Regions from separate parts of the Mus musculus genome. Here region 2 is linked to region 1. The links are chromatin contacts, called in public capture Hi-C maps. All regions are on one chromosome and are shown on one strand. Each heading gives the region's core, a stretch centred on a gene start, on an enhancer-like site or on the middle of the called end of the contact. The rest is flanking DNA. Distances are from core to core; before and after follow the strand shown. Region 1 holds the start of Klre1 (killer cell lectin-like receptor family E member 1). Region 2 holds the start of Klra6 (killer cell lectin-like receptor, subfamily A, member 6).

Region 1 (3,973 bases), core at 1,364-3,863:
GCTTAAGTGTTAAGGGAACCAAACACCTTTTAAGTGAAAGTATATGTGATCAATAATGCATGGAGAAATGGAAATGAAAGCAAGATAGTCTTCAAGAAAAAAAACACAGGCAATAGCCATCTGTAGAACCCTAACAGTGTGGGAAATCATGGCTAGAATTGACAAAGGAAATCAAAATCCTCTGCACAGATGAGGGGAAGAACATTACCCGAATGAGAAGAGAGCTTAGAGAGTGAAAGACTTTCATAATGTCATCCAATGACAAATATGCACATGAAAGTTCCTGGAAAGAATCTTGCCTGACTAGATTAGATTTTGCAGAGGATGAAATGTTGCAGATCCAGCTTTGTGTCTTCAAAACTCAAGTAGTAGTTTCTACACACCCATACTATGATGGAACTATCATTCTTGAGTTATCAGCCTATGTATCTATGGATGGAAAAAAGAATATATAAATGTATTGCTCATGGACACAGACACAGACACACAGACACACACACAGACACACAGACACACACACACACACACACACAGAGGAATATTACCTAGCTATAAAGACAAGTAAAATCATGTCATTTTTGGGAAAATATACAAAATTGGAGAGTGCTATTTTAAATAAAATAACAGTCAAAGAATGAAAAACAAAAACGAAAGGAGGAAATATTTAAAGGAGTTTTAGAAAGGCACAAGTCCCTTATGCCCCATTTCCTGGACCTTTTTCTTGCTAGCTGAGTCAAAATTTCTAGAGATTATACTGCCTAAAAAGATCACACATATAATTGCTAAGATGGGTAGTTAAGTATGCCCAGGTAGAATATGTTGCGGCATTTTGTTTGTATGTATATGATCTATGTAAATTTTATTTATTTATTTATTTATTTATTTATTTATTTATTTATTTATTTATTTATTTATCTATCTATCTATCTATCCACCCATCCATCCATCCCTTTATCCATTCATGCTTTTGTTCTTAAAAAATTCCTTTCTTGTGTGTAAGCCTGTCTAGTGTGCTCATAAATGACCCAGTGATTTCATTTATACTTCAAAGAGTTGCAATGTTTTCTTTCTTCCCTCTAAATACTGTAATTCCAAAATCCCTAAATCTCTTTCCAAGGTTGATGGCCCTGAGGGTCACTTCTCTCTGATACAATTCAAATTGTATCTCCTGATCAACAACCAGGCCAAGTTTGTGTCAGTTTGGCTCATCTTGACATTCTTTATTGCTGTCAAGTCCAGAATCCAGACATCTCAGCTGCACATAAATAGTAGAGGCCCCAGGACTGTGAGGCAGACTCCTCAAACTGCACAGCTAGGAGAATTGAGCCATTTCCCAGGCCTCTGAGTGAAGGGGGACTATCAGGGATACGAAAAGAGACCCAGGATGAGAATAGTTGGAGGATATAAGACTCCACAGACTGGTTCAGGGGACTCATGGCCAGAGTCTTTCTTACCCTCCCACTCTTAAGCATGCTTCCCACTGGTGGCAGTTTTGGGGCTGCAAATTCACAGAATCTCCTCCACTCTGTTTGTTTTCTTTCCGGACTTCTCATTACTAGAATGTTTAAGACACTTAGTGATTCTGAAAGTCTGGCCTGGGGAGAGTAACAGTAATTTTGTTTCCCATCTTTTTAGTTACTTAACTTTCAATTTTACAAAAAAAAGATGCAAAACATGAGACAGAACTTCTGCATATGTATACGTAGTCAAAGAGAAATCCACTAGGAAGAATTCAATAGGCAAACAACTTATTCAAGATGATAGAAGTAGGGGAAAGTAATGGAGTTCAATTCTGAAGCAAAAAGCAGAAACAAAAGAGAGAGATAACATGAGCTAATGGGAAAATCCATGAAGGCTTTACAGAGAGGTCAGCCAATGGCTCAGATGTTTGTTGTCCCAGTCTGTGCTTTCTGAAGCTGAGCTGGGCGTTTACACTTTCTTTCTTAAAGACTGTATTAGTATTCTTAAGGAATGTCTTTACCTGAGTCTTTGACAGAGGCATTCCTAGGGCATAAGTCTGGGAACAGGCTGAAGATTTATATCTCAGAATGTACTACAGTCTTCAAAGGTAATACTTTGAAAAACATGCAGGTCAGCCAGTAATAGTCTGGAAGAAAACTGTCTAAAATAAAATTTAGTTAAGTTCAAATGAAAGTTAAGGGTGACCACACCCATCCATATTCACACAATAGCACACACACTCACGCGCGCGCGCGCGCACACACACACACACACACACACACACACACACACACACAGAGGCACACACACACATCATTCTCATGCCATTCTGACTCGATTGTGTTTAAGCTGTGGTTCCAGAGAGTCATATATGACATTGTAGTGAAAATGTTCTTATGGGAATGGAATATTTGATTACATCAATGTTTGCTTGTTTTTTTTCAAGATCCATGACTTGCTGTGCCTGGGAATGAATGCACAGCCTCATGAGTATTGAGTAGTGGATGGACACATGATCTTACTTGAGTTTTAAGCTATGCTCTCACCCATATTATGGGTGCTAAACGGAAATGTAAAGCATTAGTGAGGACTTTGCTATGGGGCTGTGAAGTGTGATCAAGCAGCTTCCTCCCCTGTTCCCAGTTCAGTCTTACATATCCTGCTCCAGACCCTGCTGATTAGCACATATTAAAGTTTTAACATCTGTGCCTGGAATTCCCTCTTTGCTTCAGGTATGTCTGATCATTTCTGGTTCAGAGTTTGGAACATATAACTTATATAATTTGTTCTAGGGGGAATAAATCTCCCTCAAGGCATGGTTTAAAGTTGTTTATTATACCTTTATCTTATGCGTATTGGTGTCATGTCTGCATATATGCATGTGCACACTGTGTGTACCTGGTGCTCCAGGCAACTACAAGAGCGCATGGGATAGCCTGGATGGGGAGTTACAGAGGATTGTGAGCCACCACGTGTGTTCTGGGATGTTCACTGGGAAAGTAGCTAGTGTTCTTAACTACTGAGCTATCTCTCCAGCCTTGTTTAAGGCATTTTAATTGAAAATAAACACCAACCAGAGTACACAAGCAAGCAAGCTTTCATTTTATTTGATTCTCATTCCCAATCTACAGAAATCAATGACAGACCAAAGTAACGATACTACAACTTCCAGCTTGGTATGGTGACTTTCAGATATAACAATTTTCACAGGAAAGCTTCTCTGGAACCTGAGTCACAAACAAGTGATGGCATTCTGGTCAGTTTTCCTCAGCTCTGCCACGGAGGGTCAAAATTAGCAAATAGCATACAATTAATTTTCCTCCCACTTTGAGTTTAATATATTTTAGTATTTTATATATCTTGGTTTTGTTGTTGTTGTTGTTGTTTATTCATTTGACAAATCACACTACTTGAATAACAATACAGATTTTAAAAATGTTTATAAGCTATTTTTATCTTTTAAAGTATTTTAATTAATTATTTCAAAATTGTTTTTTTTCATTTTGTTTTTGTTTCAGTTTTGTTTGTTTGTTAATTTTTATTTTTTATTTATTTTTGGTTTGTGAAAGAGTTTCACTATACAGCCCTGGCTGGTCCAGAAGTTTCTATGTAGATCAGGTGCTGACTTCAAACTCAGGAATGTGCCTGCCTCTGCCTCTTGGATCTTTGAATACTATTTTTCAGTTTATATTAAAGACAAGACTTCCTTCCTTCCTTCTTTCCTTCTTTCCTTCTTTCCTTGCCTCTTTTTGTGCATATGTGTTTGTGTGTGTGTGTGTGTTGCTAGAGATAAACTTAGTACCTTATACATGCTAAGCAAATGCTGTATTAATAAGCTATACAATCAGCCTAGTCACATTTATTTAAGAACTAATTTGGCCAGGAGAATTAGAAGTTCAAGACCTGTCAGTAGTGTAGTGAGAATCTGTCAAAACAAACAAACAAACAAACAAACAAACAAACAAACAAACAACACTGGAAATTTAGCCCACTTATAAAGCACTTATGTAGC
Region 2 (4,212 bases), core at 135-2,634, 450 kb after region 1:
AAATATCATTGAAATATGTTTAAATAATTCTTTCAAAGAAAGGCTCAGGATTTTAGGAATAAATAAAAATGTTGTTTTAGAATTATTTATATATTTTGATAATACATAAATATTAATTGTTTCTCATTTTTTTTATTTATGCATGACTATCAGAGTTTCCCAAAAATTAATTGAAGATTAATTCTGCAGGGAATCCATGGCACATAAATATATATTGTCTTGAAGCCCCAATCAGCTGAGATGTCCAACCTCTTCAACCAGCCATATTCTATTCATTCTTATCCATGGTTGGACCTGGCAAGTGAATTCAGCAAGATAAGTTCCTAATGAGTGGGATAAAACAGACTCAGAAAGAAAAATGTGGTATAATCTATCTCATCTCAGACTTCTGGCTCAAAGTCGTCACAAATGCTTTGTAACTTTTAGTAACTGCAGCAAACAGAAAGGTCATAAAGGGACATTGCAAGCTAGGGTGTGGGAGCAACAGAGAGAGGTATAGAGGATACAATGTGAACTTTTAATCTCAAATCATTCCATGTACATGCCAAGTCAAATATGATAAATACGCACATGATGTTGCAAGAGGAGGCTATATAAAAATACATTTTGCCTATATGCAGTACACATTAGCTGATGCCCATGGATACCATCTGATAGTAGACATCAATTTATTTGTAAATAGTATTTATAACTGACTTTACACTTACATTAATACCTGAGCTGAGAGCCAGCAGATAACAAATGCAAGATGCACATGTGAGAGAATTCTTGTCTAGTTTTTCAATTTATGAAGTTTTCAGAATTGATTCACAATTTGCATTGACAAAAAAAGAATCCTTCCATTACAGAATTCTTTTTCAAAATTCTTATTTATTATTATTGTTCTTCTTCTGGGTGAACTGAGGTGCACATGTCCAGAAGACAATTTTACTAAGTGAGTCCTCCCACTCTACCTTCATGTGAAGTCCACGGATCAAATTACGTGGTCAGTCAGTCTTATATAGAAAGTACATTTACACACTGACCCGTTTTACCTGGATCATATTATTACATTTTCAGATGGATAATATATGAACATTTGATGCAGTTATAGAGTAATGAACTTCAGAGATCCCTGTACCTTAATTTCTTAGCACACAAGTCACAGTATACTCCTAAGAAAACAGTTAGTGCAGAATAACAGTTGTCACATGCTGCCAGAGTTAACCTGATCTAACACAATAAAAAGTGCTTCCCCATCAATCCAGCTCTCACATCACAACACCTGAAATTCTCTTGAGTATATTTGATCGTTTGGTAGAAAAAAAAAAAAGGCAGTTACTTTTTTTACCTGTGTCTCTACCGGAGTGATTCTGGTGAGGGAAAATTTGTCTGTAGAGTTGGTGTTTTCTAGTCTATATCCCCTACAAGTTTCAAAAATGAAAGACAGAACTAAATTTCCACCGAGTGATACTCAACCTCATGATTTTCTGCCCCTCCTCTTCATCAAAGCAAAAAGAGGAAATTGCTTATTGCAATCTGAAACAACATATAGTATCAGGTGGACAAAACAAATGTGAATAATTTATATTTGAAGACAGAGATGATGGACACTCCTGCTGAGAGGAGAAAGCATTGTCTTTAGCAAAACAAATAGGAAAAAGTGGGAGAGAAGTTCGTAGGCTAATTTTGTCATAGACTGTTGGAAATTACATTTAAGTTACTATTTTTTTAGTTATTCCTTGAATTAGAATTATGCTAATTGCAGCTAAGTATATATTAAGAATGCTTTTGAGCACTCACATTTCCACTGCTGAAGTCTTCCTTTTAAATTTTCTAGATCTTCAATCATAGATAATATTTCCATTGAACATTAATGTCATTCTGTATGGAGTATTTTGATGCTGATGTTGTCATGATGCTGAAAATCAAAACTAAGACAATGAAAATGCTCAGCAAATATTCTTTCCCTGAAATACAGACTCAGGACTTGTTCTTTTGTTTTTTTTGTTTTTTTTGTTCTGGTGTTTTTTTATTTTTTTACTTTGTTTTGGTTTGTTTTGTTTGTTGTTGTTATTTGAAATGCTTTATCTTACTGTGTAGCATAGGCTAACCTTACACTCACATTCCTCAGTTCTCACTCTTTTCTGTTTTAGACTTATAGCTGTATACCATGAAACCAACGTATTCCAGGTTAATAAATAAATAACAAGCATTTCATACATATGTATGAAATATACATATACATCATATATATGAAATATATATCATACATATATATGAAATATATATATATCAAGATTTTAAAGCCATGTATAATTCATAATTACTGATGTACAGCATAAATTAATTATACAACCCACTACTACTGAATATCCTAATATTTTATACTATTTTCTTGTTGTTAGTTTAAAAACTATATGTGATATTCTTAGAACATACTAGGTAAGACATTTTATGCATGAAATCATCTGATTCAAGGACATTTAAAGAACTCGATTATAGGATATCAGATGACATCTAATTTATTTTCATTCAATTGGTAAATAGTGAAAATTCTCACAGTTGATTTTTTAGAGAGTAGATGAGGTGATTTTTCTTCTATGAGTTTTGCCCATTGGTTTGTGACGAAAATTGTTGGAATGAAGCTATTTCAGCAAAGACAGATTGAAAGTCCAGAGAATGGAGAACTTTGTTGTTTTGTAGATCTAACAAGTAATTGTCTTACCAGATGCTAGGTTTAGCCCTATAAATATCCTGTGTCAGAACAAACATCCTGTCACTGGCAGATAAAAACTTCATGTAACCTATGAACCTACCAGATCATTACCTTCCACCAACATGAAGGCTAAGAATGTCCTAAGATATCCTATATAAAAATTTCTCCCATCTTGCTGCAACCTCCTCTCTGATGAATCTACTATTGTACGCTGAAATTGGCTGGATTCATGACTATCTGGGTTCTTTAAAACTCCAAAACTTCATGAAACTGCTTCCACATTGGAACATGGAGACATGATCACTCAAAATTGTTCCAGAATATACTTTTATTCCATATAAGGTGAAAGCTGGTTTTTGCATCAATAGTCTTCCATTGAAAGCTATTGCTGTGCACATTACTAGTGAGGCTGCACATGCTGAATACTTCAGACACTTCACTGGGATTGAGGGTGCAGTTCAATGTAGGGCCAAGCTTGGCGTATACAAAGCCTTAATCATATATCATACAATAATGATAATAATAATGATAATAATGATAATAATACAAATGACAATGATAGTAACAAAAACAATGATAATAATAATAGCATAAAGAGAGGAGGTAAAAGACTATTTGATTTCAATAGTCTCTTCCCATGATAAGAATATATAAGTCTCTCACTAAATTGCACTTTCATTTGATTGTAGTTTTTTCTGTCCTGCTGTCTTGTTTTTTATGAAAAAGTTTAAATTGTTCTTCAAATCAAGTGACAGTGGTTATCCAAGCACTGGGAAATGGAAGATGGTTTAAGACTAGAAGAGTAACTGAATATGCATTGACAAGCCTGACTCTTAATACTGTGTGTGTGTGTGTGTGTGTGTGTGTGTGTGTGTGTGTGTTTATTGTGAAATAGAGTTTGAGTGCATACTTGCCATGTAGTGCACATGGTGGTCAGAGGATAACTTTGGGGAGTTATGGGGAGTAAGTTCTTTTCTTCTACCAAGTATTCCATGGATCAAATTTGGTGATATCATTAGGCTTTGAGTGGACAGTGCTTTTAGAGTTTTGAATATTTCAAACGTCCAGTTTTGGGTCTTTAAACCAAATATCTCTGAGTCACCATTAAAGTCTGCCATTATCTTGGATCCAAGGTTCCCTGAAACAGATGAAAGACTTTAAATTACCTCAAAAGTATAATAAAAGTTCCTTGAGTACAGTGTGGATGCTTCCATAATACCTTCAGTTAGTCTATTTTTCTCTACCCCTTTCCCAGGGGTAATCCCTGTATATCTCTACACACACACACACACACACACACACACACACACACACACACACACACAAACACACACACACACACACACACACACACACACACAGAGAGAGAGAGAGAGAGAGAGAGAGAAAGAGAGACAGAGACAGAGAGACAGAGAGAGGAAAGGAGGGAGGGAGGGAGAGAGACAGACAGAGAGAGAAAGAGAGAAGGATACACGCACAGGCACACACACACACACACACACACACACACACAC

The links. Capture Hi-C pulls out chosen DNA fragments and counts their contacts.
Region 2: a capture Hi-C map of macrophages shows a contact between it and region 1, with 7 times the contacts expected there. The contact joins the promoter of Klra6 here to the promoter of Klre1 in region 1. A contact is called at or near these places in 2 of 39 promoter capture datasets (cranial neural crest and embryonic stem cells), 1 of 15 datasets of contacts at CTCF or cohesin (large pre-B cells), 8 of 484 Hi-C or Micro-C datasets (CD8 T cells, Th1 cells, bone marrow-derived macrophages and 3 more), 2 of 115 datasets of contacts at active chromatin or transcription factors (effector CD8 T cells and memory CD8 T cells) and 3 of 9 other capture datasets (adipose tissue, liver and macrophages).

What each region holds. Positions count from the first base shown.
Region 1 is chr6:129,575,673-129,579,645 of GRCm38.p6, forward strand. Klre1 (killer cell lectin-like receptor family E member 1) reads left to right here and starts at 2,614. Exons shown (of 7, transcript NM_153590.3): 1 at 2,614-2,693.
Region 2 is chr6:130,025,570-130,029,781 of GRCm38.p6, forward strand. Klra6 (killer cell lectin-like receptor, subfamily A, member 6) reads right to left here and starts at 1,385. Exons shown (of 8, transcript NM_008464.2): 1 at 1,331-1,385.